Linked DNA regions of Rattus norvegicus: region 2 is linked to region 1. Evidence: chromatin contacts called from public Hi-C data. All regions are on one chromosome and are shown on one strand. Each heading gives the region's core, a stretch centred on a gene start, on an enhancer-like site or on the middle of the called end of the contact. The rest is flanking DNA. Distances are from core to core; before and after follow the strand shown.

What was found. Hi-C and Micro-C count contacts between places; a contact is called where the count stands out from the background.
Region 2: a Hi-C map of Schwann cells shows a contact between it and region 1, with 2.0 times the contacts expected there. The contact joins the enhancer-like site here to the promoter of Setx in region 1. A contact is called at or near these places in 5 of 12 Hi-C or Micro-C datasets (the A7r5 cell line, Schwann cells, hepatocytes and 2 more).

What each region holds. Positions count from the first base shown.
Region 1 is chr3:32,824,635-32,831,898 of GRCr8, forward strand. It overlaps Setx (senataxin), which reads left to right and starts at 3,778. Exons shown (of 26, transcript NM_001427280.1): 1 at 3,778-3,850; 2 at 4,472-4,586. It overlaps LOC108350345 (a long non-coding RNA gene), which reads right to left and starts at 1,104. Exons shown (of 3, transcript XR_010065156.1): 1 at 1,007-1,104.
Region 2 is chr3:32,872,787-32,880,050 of GRCr8, forward strand. Setx (senataxin) reads left to right here. Exons shown (of 26, transcript NM_001427280.1): 25 at 944-1,031; 26 at 2,716-5,954. The coding sequence ends at 3,441. Among named protein-coding and RNA genes, the nearest start is that of Setx, 48 kb to the left of the region's middle. Within about 2 kb of position 3,280, at least 15 of the 93 cell types and tissues checked have an H3K27ac peak or open chromatin away from gene starts, as enhancers often do. A contact at or near this core is called in Schwann cells and prefrontal cortex, where this site is marked.

The sequences.
Region 1 (7,264 bases), core at 2,528-5,027:
GGCTGTCCACGTAGCTCTATGGTCTAGCCTTTTCCAAGCCCTTTGCATGATAATGGTGATAGTAATGGTGGCAGAAACAAGAGAGAGGAACAACAGACTGTCTCGCACCTTAATCCTTTAAGCATGGCGTGGGGGCGGAGGCGGGGGCGGGGGCAAGGTAATTGCTGAGAGTTCAAGACCAATGGGAGCCTCACAGTGAGTGCTGAGCCTGTCTCCAAACAAAGCACTAATTTAGCGTTGTACTTTTGTCGTGTCGAAGCAGCCAACCTCCATCTTGGGCTTGAAGCCATCTTATAATGAAGACAGACTAGGCTCAATCTTGTTTCTGATTAAGCCTCTGTTTCTCAAGGATTAGGTTATGCTCCCCCTGTTGTAACCTTAACGGCAACTGGTTCTGCACTGCCTGCTCCCAGGGATCAGCCATGTCTTTGTTTCAAAGATTATACCATTTTGAAACCTTACTTCTTTTTTTCTAAAAGGTTATTGTGGCCACCTGTTGTGTCTACCTTGTTCTGGTTCTGTAACCCCAACTCGTTTGCCTTCCAAATGCCATTTGGAAAACCCTTATCCTTGAGCTATTAAAAAAACAAACAAACAAACCTAGTCTTCCTCACATCCAATGCTGACTTCTTGAACACCACCTTAAGGGGAGGCGTCCTGTCCGTCTACATGGCCATGGTCATTAGGATCTATGGTTTTCTCCTCCCACTTTGGCATTAGGAGTTGGACAGCATTAGGAATTGTACATGGTTTGTGCTCTTCAACTCCTTGGGGTCAGTTTTACATATTTGGCTGAAAAATAATTTATTTTATTCTTTGAAAGCTTTACCCATTCCTGGATATTGATGCTATTTCATCCACATTTCCTCCAACTCCCCAATGCTCCCTCCTTCCCAGCTTCATATCCGCTTTATTTCTCTTTGTTGCCATTCATCATCCCAAGCCAGTTAGAGCTGCTCACACGCACGTGGGTGTGATGCCACCCACCAGGGAACTAGCCACCTACCAACAGTCACATCCTCCCAAAGGACAGTGACCCTTCTCTCCTTCAACTGCCATCAACTGTCAATAGCTCCTCTGATAAGGGTGGGGCCTTGGGGTCCCTCCCACCCCCACCAGTGCTGGAATTTTGGCTGGCTTGATGCTGTGCTGGTCCATACGCTGCGATTTCATGCACGTACCCGTCATGTCTGAAAGTGAGCACCTCACAGCTCTCCTTCCGGTCTGCCAGTTTTTACTTTTTGGCTTCTTTGAGCTTAGCTAGGGAGGATGATGTAGATGACTCCCTGCCCCTGAACACTTTGACCAGTTATGAGAGTCTGCATAACTGTTACCCACAGCAAAAAGAAGCTTCTCTGGCCAAGGCCAAAAGCAGCATGAATTTTCTCCGTAGGACTGGGACATATGGCCACCCCCAAACGCCTGTTTGGCTTTTTGAGATAAGCTCTCATTCTGCATCTTACAAGGCTTGGAATCCACTCTATAGCCCCAGCTTGCTTGGAACTCCTGTTGATCCTCCAGCCTCCATCTCCCAAGTGCTACGATTGATGGTACAATCTAAAATCTAATCATGCAGAGTTAAAAGTTTCTTAGAATTGTTCTGTTGTTTGTAGAAAAAAACAAGGGTGGGGAGATTAAAGAGCCACAGAGGCTCGGATGAAAGTACATATTTTGTGGGCTGCAGGAAATATTTGTCTTCATTTTAACCCACAAAAGAAGTAGCAAAAATCATGTTTATGACTGTGCTGGTATAAGAACAAATACACGATTACATGGAAAGTATCTTTGTCAGAATACACCTTTTTGTCCTGATTTCGTAAGAAGACAAAACATTTTTGTTCACCTTAAAACTAAGTTATCCTGTAGCTATCCTATAGCAAATTATACATATATGTAATATGTATTTTATTTATATTTTGTTTTATAATTCTAAAAATATAGTGTAGTATTTATTTGTATTTATTATATATATTTGCTTTTTATTTCATCTTTATGTGTGTGAGTATTTTGCCTGTGTGTATTTGCCTCCTTGCCATGAAATGCCTAAGGAGGCCAGGAGAAGGGAATCTGTTCTGATCACTAAGGACAAAAGTTGCAGACAGATGTAAACAGCAATGTGGCGCCAGAAACTTAACTCTGGGTCCTCTTGAAGAGCATGAAGTGTTCATAACTGCTGAGCTCTCTATCCAGCGTCATACTAGTGTTTCTTACACTCCACGAGTAACTTAGCATTTGTTCTTTCACGAATAAAGCATGGTAAATTGCTGAAATCCGAAATCTGTTACGAATTCTGCAAGGATCTGTATCATCAGGGACATGGAACTGCAGGTAGTTCCTATCGTTTCCCCCCATTTCTGAAAATTTCAGCTAGCCATCCAGAGCCTTGATTTAAAAAAAAAAAATAACAACAAAAAACTCTATCATATAAATGTGTTATTTTAAAAACCATGCATACACATACTCTTAATTTGAAACTATTTTTTGCAACTTTGATTTTGTAGAAACCTTTGACAAAACGAAAAAAAAAAAAAGGCAAGAAAATAACGGTCAGCCGCGAGCGGGGACTCAACTGCCTAATCCTGATTGGCTAAAGTCGATCGGGGGACCCAACTGCCGATTCCTGATTGGCTAAAGTCCTTCTAACGGTCATCTGCTGCCTTATAAACCACACCCCCTTTTCTGGAACGTTCCTTAGAGCTTTATACTCGTGCTTCTGGCGCTGGCTTCTCATTCTGCGTTAAGGTTCTCCAGGGTAGGACGGTTCTTCAGGGTAGGACGGTCTCTGACCCACCTGCCACCTCTAAGAGCCTTGTTCTTTTCTGTGGCGCTGGCAGTGGAACCCAGGGGTACAGTGTGATAGGTGAGTGCTCCTGAGTTACCGCCTCACACCCTTTCCTTTTTTAAAAAAGAATAATGTTAATTCTTAAATTTTGGTGAATATAATGTAGGCCTCGACATTGCTTTGTGTACGAGACTGGCCTTTGGATCTGGAGTTGCCTCCTCGCACTCGTTCCTTTTTTTAAAAAAAGAATTGTTTTAATTTTTAATTTTTGGTGACTATAATGTAGGCCTCAAAATCTATGTATGAGGCTGGCCTTTGGCCGTGGATGCTCTGGCTTCAAGCCTTTAGAGTGTTGGGACTACAGGCGTGTTGGACTTGTAAAATTTTACGATTATGTTGGGCTTGTAAAGTGATTTTCTTTTCTAAATTCCATTTTTGAGGGGGAGAGGGTTTGGGTGACCCAACTGTCCTTTGGGAAATCTGGAGTGACCGTGTTCCGTTATCAGAGCCTGTTCTGAGTCGGAAACAAGGACTAATCCATGTAGGCTTTGCAGGAGCCTGAACTCGGTGGCGCCTTTGCATAGACACTTTTTTGTCTCAAGCGCACATTTTATTGTCTAGATTTCGGACGGAAACGTGACCGGCATCGGACGTTAGGAAGTGGAAGCGCTGAGAGGAAACGGTAAGTTAAGCACCCAACTCGAAGAGGGGCGGGGTGAGGAAAGGGGCGGGGCAGCGGGGCAGGCTCCTAGGCTAATTTACCGCCCCTTTGGACAGGAGCTCTTAATTGGTCGGACTTGCCCCTCATTCCGGAAGTGACGCCACGTATCCTCCTGCCTGGCCCGTGGTTCCCGGCTGCTGCTCTTCCCACCTCTCCTCCGCCCCCATGGTCCGCCCCCTTGGCATACCATAACAAGCAGGCCATGGCGGGGGCGGGTTGAGGGTGGAGCCCGCTCTCGCGGCGGTGGCGGGTTGGGCGTTGGGCGTTGCCTCGCACTTCCGTCTGCGGCTGCTCATCTAGCCGGGGGCATGGAGGTGGGCTAGCGCGCTGCAACCGGGCCTAACCGGGTGAGAAGTGCAGCGGTCATGCCGCGAGCGGGTGAACAAGCGGGAGGGCGCGTGCGCATGGAGGGGTGCGCGGCATATTGCCGCTGTAACTCGTGCGCGGCCTGCGGGAGAAGGCGCCTGCCTTCTGGAGAGCTGCGCGCGACGGAGCGGCGGCGGCCCCGGGCAGGCAGCGCTTGGTGTTTCCTGCTAGCCAGGCCCGCCCCCGGTGCCCTGCGGTTTAGGCACCAGCACAGCCGGCTTTGGGCTGCGATGTACGGGGAGGGCCTTGAGCTTCCGGGCGAGGGAGGTCTCCCGGGTATGGGTCCGACTGGATGCTGCCCTCTGCCCTGGCGTCGCTTCCGCTTGGGCACTGGGACGCCCTCCCTACTATCCCAGGCGTTGCAGTGTTGATGACCTCCCGCACGCCCGCAGCAGACTTGATCAAATACCTATTTAGCCCCTGAGGGGGAACAGCCCTTGGAGAAATTAGTGTTAAATTGTTCTCCTTCATGCACGGTAGAGTGTGGTCTAACCTGACCGAGGTAACTTATTAGATGACACTGTGCAAGGTTGATGCAAGGCCCAGGTGAGATACATAAATTAAAGGACATTTTATCAGTTTCTAATTTGTTTTAATTTCAGAAATGTTCTTTTTGGGGGCGAAAGTGTGACTATATCTGGATGCAGAGCTACATCTATTCACAGATAAGCCCAGCAAGCTCAAAGAGGATCACTTCACTGTGAGACGTTTGTCAAGGTAACTGTCTTTTTAAACAATCACTTCTTTTTCAGTTATTTGATAAGTACTTGAGTTACAGAAATGTAGAATAAGTCCATACCTTAACATCCCTAATTACTGAGGGTAGGGGCAGACAAGTAAACAGAAATCCAAACCACTTTGATAAGGAAAGAAGGTAATGAAAATGAAGGACAGGGAGGAGGAGGTCTCCAAGACCCTGGAAGAGGAAAGGCTTCCAGGTCACTCAGGATTGTGTTGTACACTGGTTTCAGTAGGTGTTCTTTCAGAATCACTAGTGGAGTGCATTAAGTTGTCAACTTGATGGTTTACATTTTAAGATTAAGAACTGTACTGGTCTGAAGGGTGTGTGTGTTGAAAGCGAATGGGAGAGCTACAGTACAGAATGCCATGCACCATGAGTTTTGGGCTGAACAAATGTAGTAAGTGGGAGCTATATATAAAGAGAACAAACCAAGGACATGGGGGGATTATTATACGTGCGGCTCAGTGATAGAGTTTTATCCCCAAAGTGCAGGCGTTAACCTGTGTTTTACACATCTAATTTGTGCAGTAACCTCTGGCAGTGTCTTGTAGGAAGTATTGGAGGTGGGTCAGAGGAGGCAGAGAGATTAGATTTCCTTCGAAATTCCGGCAAATGATGAAAGTGTAGGAAGACTCACCAAGAAAGAGGGAAAGAACAAGGCGACTCTGGGGATGGAGTGGGCGGTAGCACTATCAGTGTAGGGGGACACGCAGTTAGTGCAAGGTTTTTTTTTTTTTTTTAGATTTACTTATTATATATAAGTACACTGTATTTGTTTTCAGACACCAGAAGAAGGTATCAGATCTGATTACAGATGGTTGTGAGCCACCATGTGGTTGCTGGGATTTGAACTCAGGACCTCTGGAAGAGCAGCCAGTGCTCTTAACCACTGAGTCATCTCTCCAGCCTTCTTTTTAATAATGTATTTTTATGCCTATTGGTGTTTTGTCTGTATATGTCTGTGTGAGAGTGTCAGATCCCCTGGACTGCCAGGTGGTTACTAGGAATTGAACCTGGACCTCTGGGAAAGCATCCTGTGCTCTTAGGTGTAAAAGTAACTTATTTTTTTCTTTTGGAGACAGGTTTTCTCTGTGTAGCCCTGGCTGTTCTGGAACTCACTCTACAGACCAGGCTGGCCTCAAACTCAGAGATCCACCTGCCTCTGCCTCCGAGTGCTGGGATTAAAGGGGTGCACTACCTACATGGTTGTTGAAGTTAACCATATTTCATATTTGTGTGTATGTTTGTGGGCAGGAGAGTATAGGTGCCTATTGGAGGTGGAGTCACAGTAAGTTGGGAGCTTCCTGACATGGATACTGGGAACTGAACTGTAGTCCTCTGAGAGAGCAGTAATTATCTTTACATTTGTTAAGAAGTTATGTAGTTTCCTGGGGGTTTTTCATTTGTTTGTTTTAAAGCCTCAGAAAGGTGTGATTTACTTACAAAAAAAAAATTTTTTTTTAAAGATCTCTACATAGCCTTGGCTATCCTGGAACTCACTATGTAGACCAGGTTGGCCTTTAGCTTAAAGAGTTCCCTCTGTCCCTACCTCAGGAGTGCCAGGATTAAAGGCCTGGCTATCTTAATGTTTTCTTAGTAGCAGAGATCATGGTCTCTGCATTTTAGAGTGTCACATTGCTACATGCAAGTGTTCAGTGGCTCTGATGAGATTCCTAGACTTTGATAACTCTTCTTTCTTAGTGAAAAGAAACTAAACCTTTTTCTTAAAATTGCCTTTTTCATGAAATTTAGTACCGCTAATAAATATATTGTCTTTGTATAATGTGTGCAAATATGTGTTATGTCTGAGGAAATTGTTCTCTCACAGATTGTTTTTTTTTTTTTTTTTTGGTTCTTTTTTTCGGAGCTGGGGACCGAACCCAGGGCCTTGCACTTCCTAGGCAAGCGCTCTACCACTGAGCTAAATCCCCAACCCCAGATTGTTTTTTTCTAAAGAGTGATACGGCTTGATGAATGCATGGATTAGGGCATTGTGGGCTGAATTCAAAGAACTTTGCAATGACACTTGTAACTTTTTTCTTCATTTGGCTATAGTTCACATGCATTAGAAAGTATATGTGTTTTATACCTTTCTGGTTTTTGGAGGTGGCTTAAGAAATCCACTCCATAGCCTGGCAGTGGTGACACTGGGGAGGCAGAGGCAGGCGGATCTCTGAGTTTGAGGTCAGCTTGTTCTACAGAGATACAGACAGTTCCTTTACAGCCAGGGCTATACAAAGACCTCCCCTACCCCTCATCCCTAATTAATGTCTCCTATATACTCTGAGTAGCTGGGATTAAGCTCCACCTTCTGCAACAAGAAGTAGCTGGTTATTTGGGATTCTTAGGGAAGGTGCATCTCTCCTGTCTCATTTGTTTATTTGTTTACTGTAATTGAATTGTGCTGATTTACTATAGGACTTATTTAGTGTTGTTTATCCTGTTCAAAGTGTTTCTGCCTTAACTGTTGAGCTTTTTCATTTATGTCTGGCAGTGCAAGATGCTCCAGGCTCACTCTTCATTTTACCTGCCTTAACCTATTGAGAGACCAAATCTTTAGGTTCAGACTCTTAGGGAACCTGACGTAGGGAACCTGACGTAAGGTTGAACTCAAGAGACTAGTACCTAGCACCAGTTTTCAGGCTCCCCCACC
Region 2 (7,264 bases), core at 2,030-4,529, 48 kb after region 1:
CACCAGTGACTGCCCTTAGAGCCCTATCATTTGTTTTATTCCTTTTCTTTTGTTTAAAATAGTGGTTCTCAATCTGTGGTCACGACCTCTTGGGGATGTAGATAACCTTTCACTGGATCACATATCAGATATCCATCCTGTCAGATAACTTACATTATGATTCACAACAGTAACAAAGTTACAGATAGGAAGTAGCAACAAAAATAATTTTATGTGTGGGGACACCACAACAGGGAGAACTGAAAGACCAGCGGGGTGGGGAAGACCCCCACTCAAATCTCGAGACAACGCAACCCCCAAAAACTCACGAGAAACCGGTCTTGATGTAATGAACAAGAGGTGTATTTAAGGAACCAGAGCTCTGGGGACGACACGTACCTCACACAGGAGACAGAGGAGTTGACCCCGAGCCCAATTAGGGGAAGGGATTTATAGGGAAAATAACATAGGCAGTTGGCAATAGTCACACAAAGCAAAGCAATTTTACTATTTGTTTACATTGGCGCACATGATCTAGCTTGGGCTCAGTCCAACTCCAGGCCACCCTGCCTCTGGGGCGAGCTGACCCCAACTCTTTTTCCTCAGGACTGGTAAGTCAGGCCTTATTGAGGCCAGTGGTCTATGGCCGGACTACTTCCCCATAACATGTGATATTATTCTTTTGTGAGGTGCACTGGCCCTCACAGCAGGGACAGTGGGGGATAGTTTAAAAATCTTTATTCTTTCAGAACTATATAAAAGGGTTTCAGCATTAGGCAGAACCACTGTAATAGCTTAGCCATTGAGATGGCTTAGTTGGTAAAGTGCTTACCATACAAGCATAAGGACCTGAGTGTGACTGACTGTCCAGTACCCATGCTAAAAGCTGTGCATGATGGTGCCTGACCTGGGACAGAGTACACCCTGAGAGTGAGCTCACAGAAATAACTTTGTCGTTGCATAGATTCCTGGCAAGTTTGCAGAGATTGAATGTCACCATTACACGAGCCAAGTACAGCCTCTTTATCCTTGGACATTTGAGGACTCTGATGGTAGGTACACTCTGCGGGGGGTGGGGCTACAGGGAGTTTTAAATTTATCTGTTGTTGGCTGTTGTTTGTTTTTTCATCAAAATGGAAATGATTTCATGGTTACAATAGAAATTGTTAGGTCCTTCAGCAGCTTAGCTGTGAGCCTTCGTGTATGTACAAACTGTTCTTTCTTAGCTCAAAGCTCAAGTGTGTACACTAGGATTTCAAGGTGGCCCGTCTAAAACCTGTTGTGTATCAGCGACAAGACCAAGAGGGTACAGGCACATGTGAGACTGCCTTCTATGGGCACATGGGTTGCAAGGAGAGGTCTGCCCCAGAGCTGTTCTGCCGCAGGGGTTCTTGGGATGAAGCATAGCGTTCTGTATTTTCGGTGGATAGATGGTGTGAGTGAAGCCGGTGGCAGGCAGCAGGGTAGCATGTGCTTGCTGCTCAGCTTGTCTGAGGCTTTCAGTGTGGTGGTGCTTTGAAGTTTGGCTGTGAGCCTTATCTTCTAACATCTTTTAACTCTCTTGCCAGCCCAATAACTTTTTGGTGTTTTAAGAAAGTGGTCCTCTGAGGAGAGGAGCTAACTCGCTTGTTTTTCTTCACTGTTTTGTTAATAGCAACCAAGGGCATTCAGATGTATCTCCTTCCTGTCTCACACTTACCTACACCTGTGGTTTAGCTTGTGCTGTTTGTGTACCCTTTAAAGGGAGCCATAAAAGCTGGTTTCATGTCTCTTTTTAAGTTGATAAGGAAAATTGAAATTTTATCATAAATACTGCTAAAAGATTGTTTCTAACATAAATGTTGATAGTTTAAAGTCATGGGGACTGGAGACATGACTCAGTGGTTGAAAACGTTTGCTGCCTTTGTAGAGGGCAGGAGTTTGGGTCTCAGCACCCATGTTGGATGACTCACAACTGCCTGTAACTTAAGTTCAGGGTCCCTGAAAGCAACTGCACTGACATAAACACAGAACACAGAAATAAATTATAAACCATTACCGATGGCCTGGGGACATAGCAGGTGTAAGGGCCTGAGTCTGTCCCCAGCAGTGTGCATACAACTTAAGCAAGATTAGAGTAAGATAATAGAGAGGTTTGGGGCTGGAGAGGTGCTCAGGGGCTAAGAGCTCTCCCAATCTTCTCTCAGTAGATAGTCCTTTGAGAAGTTAATAAATGCTGTGGGTTTTCTTCAAGAACAGTCACGTATGGTCAGGATTTTGCCTTCTAAAACTAAGTGTTAACTGTTAAAATGTCAGCCATGCCCAGGGCCTGGTGGCAATCTAGATCCGCAGGATGGATGCTTATTACAGTAGCTGCTAGAGGAGTGCGGCCATTGTGCACGTGTGGGGTTGATGCATCTGAGGGGCTGTAGTTTTAATTTTCATTTCAATTAACAAATTTAAAATAGATAGCCCAGTAGGGCTAGATCTGCAGGAGGCATCTTCCTGTGCTGCAAGGATGGCAGGGGTAGGAGTGGGGTTTCCTTACAGCTGTCACCAGCCCTGGCTTTTATTATGCCGCCTTAGGGCTGGTCGTTTGAACGCCTCCTCTCACTCTTGTCTTCTGAGTGGTGAAGTTTTGAGAGTCTGTTTTATCAGACTATATTTATTCCTTCAGAAACAGAAGTTGGACACCCATGCTTTTCCAGCAAAATGAGTGTTTCTGTAGGGTGTGATTGTTTCTCTTCTGTGTTTCAGGAAAATCAACATTGGTATGAACTGATTCAGGATGCTCAGAAGCGTGGGGCCATTATTAAGACCTGTGACCCAAACTATAGACATGACGCCATGAAGATCCTGAAACTGAAGCCTGTGCTGCAGAGGAGTCTGACCCATCCCCCAGCCACTGCTCCGGAGGCACCCAGACCTCAGGGTGGCTTGCCCAGCAACAGACTGGACAGTGGACTTGCCACAACATCTTTTGCTCCTTCTTTATATCACACACCCTCTGATACTGTTACTTCAAAGGAACCTGAAAGGCCACTTCTTCAAGACCGACTTCGAGATCCACGACTACTCAGGAGATTGGATGCTGAAGCCAAGGGGACATTCCTGAGGGATCCACAGCCCGAGAGCCCCCAGCTCCCTGGGGTAGTCCATCTCCTGGGAGAGTCTGGCTGTCCTGTGCTTTTCCAGGACCTAGGTTTTGTTGTGCCACCATCCACTGCCATCGTTGCTCCTCTGGGCAGCCACAGGTCGCCTATACAGGCTGAGCCACGACCTGCTCACCCTGCTGCTGCCGCCTCCACAAGTAAGAGGAAGTACAGTGACCCAGATGCTGGGCTCAGCCACAGAAGAGAGCCTAGGGCCTTTGCTGGAGAGCAGGGGAGGCACGGCTCTGTGACTCATCATGCGCTGAGAAGCACTGACTTGGACAGGAGGAGGCTGGATGATAGCAGTGCCAAGAGGAGACGGTTTCTATAGTAGCGCCTGGGGACGGGACTGTCACCACAGGCCAACTAGTAGCACCTTACATATAAACTGGGTTTTGTTTTTGTTTCCCTTGAAGAGTCTCTGTTAGAGGAAGGAATACCTTCTGATGCTTGGTCTGTTTGTTGGTCTTGTGTTCAGTGCTTACTTCTTGCCAGTTGTATACACGTGGAGAGGGCATTTGTATGCCTGAAATCTTGTTCTTGAGGTCAGAATTCAAAATGTTGGGAGCTTTCGTTCTGGAGAAAAGGTCAGATCAGAGTGAGTACTGTAAAGGTTAAACTATGAATCTATATAGCAAATGGAAAATTCTTTTAAAATGTAAACTGGTAGACCACATTTCCTTCCTCAGCCTAAAATATTGGTCATTTTCCAACAGAACAAACTTCATGTTTAAAGAGAGAGAGAGGAGGACTGGTCCTTCAACCACTGTGTAGTAGACAAGTTTAACAACCTCAGTACTGGGAGTTAGCCAGCTTTGAACCAGTGGCCAGTGTCTTGAGCTAGGGTTTCTTAGGCCTTTAGAAACCAGCATATTAGTTAGGGGTTGTTGTGCTCATTGGTGCATTTTTGAGACAAGACAGCTCGGCACAGGGCATTACTGTGACAAGTTCATTTACCTGTACTGGTGTATGACTTAGTTTTCTGGCTGAATTTCTTTCCCTTCTCCAAACGGAAGAACAGTTTTTTGAACTGCCATCCATGTTTCCAATGTTTTGTGAGGTTGGTGTAACTGGCGAATTGTAGACATGCTTATGTACCAAAGGGAGGGTTTGTGTGGCTTGTTGGCCTGGCCTGGAAGAATCCAGTTAGGATGTTTGTGAAGACTTGAGAGTTGCCAAGAAAATGAAAAAGGATGCATTTGAAGGGATTTCCATGGGAGCCACACAGGAGCAAAGCAGATAGCTTATCTTCAGGCAGGAGGGAAACGGTGAGAAAGGAGAGCAGCCATGTGGGCTGTAGGACCATCCAGTAGATGAAAGTGCAATCTGTTGGCTCACTGAGGCACTAGCCTGTGTCAGAGCTGCTGAGCTTGTGAGAGGAGAGCAGAGGGGGCTGGAGGTCAGTCAGAGTCAGGGCAAGGGACGGCTGCTTAACCAGTCTGCATGTAGAAGAGCAGTGGGAGTGGGGTTTCTCGTGACTGCTGTACACACAGCTGCTTTGGGGCAAGAAGACAGCCTTAAAAATAATCATTTGCTACTTGGAGGGGTTTTTGTCATCTGTTTTTTTGGTTTTTTTGTTTGGTTGTTTTTTTTTTTTTTTTGTTTTTTTTTTTGGTTTTTTTTTCAGAGCTGGGGACCGAACCCAGGGCCTTGCGCTTCCTAGGCAAGCGCTCTACCACTGAGCTAAATCCCCAACCCCTTGTCATCTGTTTTTAAACAAGAGTTTTTGTTAGAAATTCTGCTGAATTCTGCATTTTGCCAAGTTTCAACACTTGAATTTCCTGATCTCTCTCCACTGGTGCCCAGACATGAACCCCAATATCTGCTGAGCACTTTTGAAACTGGGGAGTAGGTACCTTCTCAAGCGCTTCAGCCTCCTGGCTGTACCCAGCTAGGTGGGAAGGAAATCCTACTCTGGCTAGGGTAGGGAGTTCAGTAAGCTCCTGCATTGGCAGGAGACCTCACTGTCACTTGAACTTGTCTTTCCTAGTGTGTGGGGTGTGCTCAGTTTAGCAGAGACTTGTAACCTCCTAAAGGCAAAAGTATGCTTCTGAGGGGGGCGTAAGAAAACAGCAATAGCCAGGACATTTCCCACTTGACGCTAAAGAAACGCCTTTGTAAAAAGAAGTTTTCCCAAACATGTAGTTGGCCGCTATCTGCCAAGTATGCTGTGGACATTGTGTGTTCGTCTACTGGCTCCCGGCTGGCCACAGCAGAATGTTGGGATTCGTATTGCGCCTGCCTACTTTGTGAGTGTAAGGGTTGCTGGCATTAGACTCTGGCCAGGGGATCCTCTCTTCCAGCAAGCAAACCTTAGACCTTTTCTCAGCAGAATGTAGTTGCGTAACATTAGATTTGAATTCTTAATTATTCCAGTTGGTAAAGGTATTTGGAGAAAAGTGTTTGCTGCGTCCAGTGGCCTTTTCCTAACAGTGCTGTCAGAAATGGTGAACCCTGACAAGATGAAAAGTTCACTTTGTCCTTGCTGTGGTTAAAAGAACATGCCCCGACCACTTTGAAATGTTACTTCAAGGCGAATGTATCATACCTGTCTTACTTTGCTTCTCTCTTGATTTACCACAGTTTGTTCAGTTACGTTTTCATGAATTACCAGGAGTAAATTTGAACAAACACATGTGAATAACTTCCTGTAAATGTGTTTTATAACAAGAGTGTGCTAAACTATTTTCTAAAATTACTTGTGCACTTTGGGGATTTTTCTGTAGCTTGTGTTTTGTATGCTCTGGATTCATAACTGGACTTTGGCAAATAGTAAACCTGTTATCTTTGTTAAAACCTAAAATTTAAGAGAAAATGGAGAAATAAAAACAAACAGGAAAACTGGCCTGGGTTAGAAGTACTTTGTGCTGCTAGGTTAGAGCTGGACGAGTTGCCTGCTGACCCTTTCCCCTGCCAGCTCTGTTTTCATCGCCCTCCTTGCCCGGTCCCTTTAGAATCTGGGTAAGGTTATACCCAGTCCCCGTTGGCACATGGACATACTGCAGATTCCAGCAAGTTCGTTAGTCTGGGGCTGGAGGTAGAGAACACAAATGAGCAGTGACTTGGGACAGGCACTCCTGGGAATGCCAGTGGAGGCATGGCCCATCCATGTCTAAGTTGGGTAATTGCTAGTGGTCACAGATAACTGAGAACACACGCAGTGGCTTACAGAATGAAGCACTTAAAGGGCACTTAATCTGCTTTCCACATCTTGCTATACCCAGTGTGCACTTGGAAATCACAGGGAAGACGGAGGCTGATAATAAATTTGCCCAATGGGCTGAGCACTGTGCCATGGTCACTTCATCTGGAATTTGTTAGCACAGTAGCTGTCAGTGATTAAAGTGACCAGGCATCCCTCTCTGTACCAATCCACAATTGCATGCAGTCCCTCCACTCCCTGGGTTTCACTATTCATTGAGGAATAAATAATTCAGGGGGCAGCATAAGATTTAGCTCGAACGTCAGAGAATTTAGTGTTGCAAGCACCACAGAGGCAGTTTTCTGCACACAAGGGACCTGAGTTATCACCCGCTGCTGCTATAGGATGTGAGTGGAGTTCTCCAATGGCATCTGAAGCCATGGAGTACCGGAACACGGCTGCCTTTCTGTTACAAGTGGGAACCTTTGGCCTTGAAGTCAGCAAAGGACCTTTTAAAAGGTGGTGTTTCTGGCCCACCCCATGATTTCTGATCTAACAGATTAGGGCACAGCTCTTGAAGATTGAGCTCTCGGGTGTTTCTATAGCAGAGCCTTGGGGTCTACCTCCTGTGGAGTCAGCAGGAATAAGGGTCCCATAGGGGTCAGTACATCATCTAAGATTCTGGATGTAGCCCTCCAAGAAAAGTAAATGGGACACCGGTTGCTGTTGAGAGGGGAGGTGCAGCAGGGCAGTGCAGCAGGGCCAAGGGAGGAAACTAAAATGGCCCAACCCATCCTCCCACCAGAGCCCATTCATTAGTTACAAGGAGCCCACATTTCAAAACTGATTTTCCTGAGGGTTTGCTCTTGGGTTTGGACACTCTGGGCTTGGAGATATATGTATAAGACCATGGAGACAGGTTTCCACCACTTCCAAAGCTGTGTGTGCACTTGTTCTAGATAGTCATGACATTCACTCGACATTTTTTTTTAAACAGGCTTCTCTGTAGTCC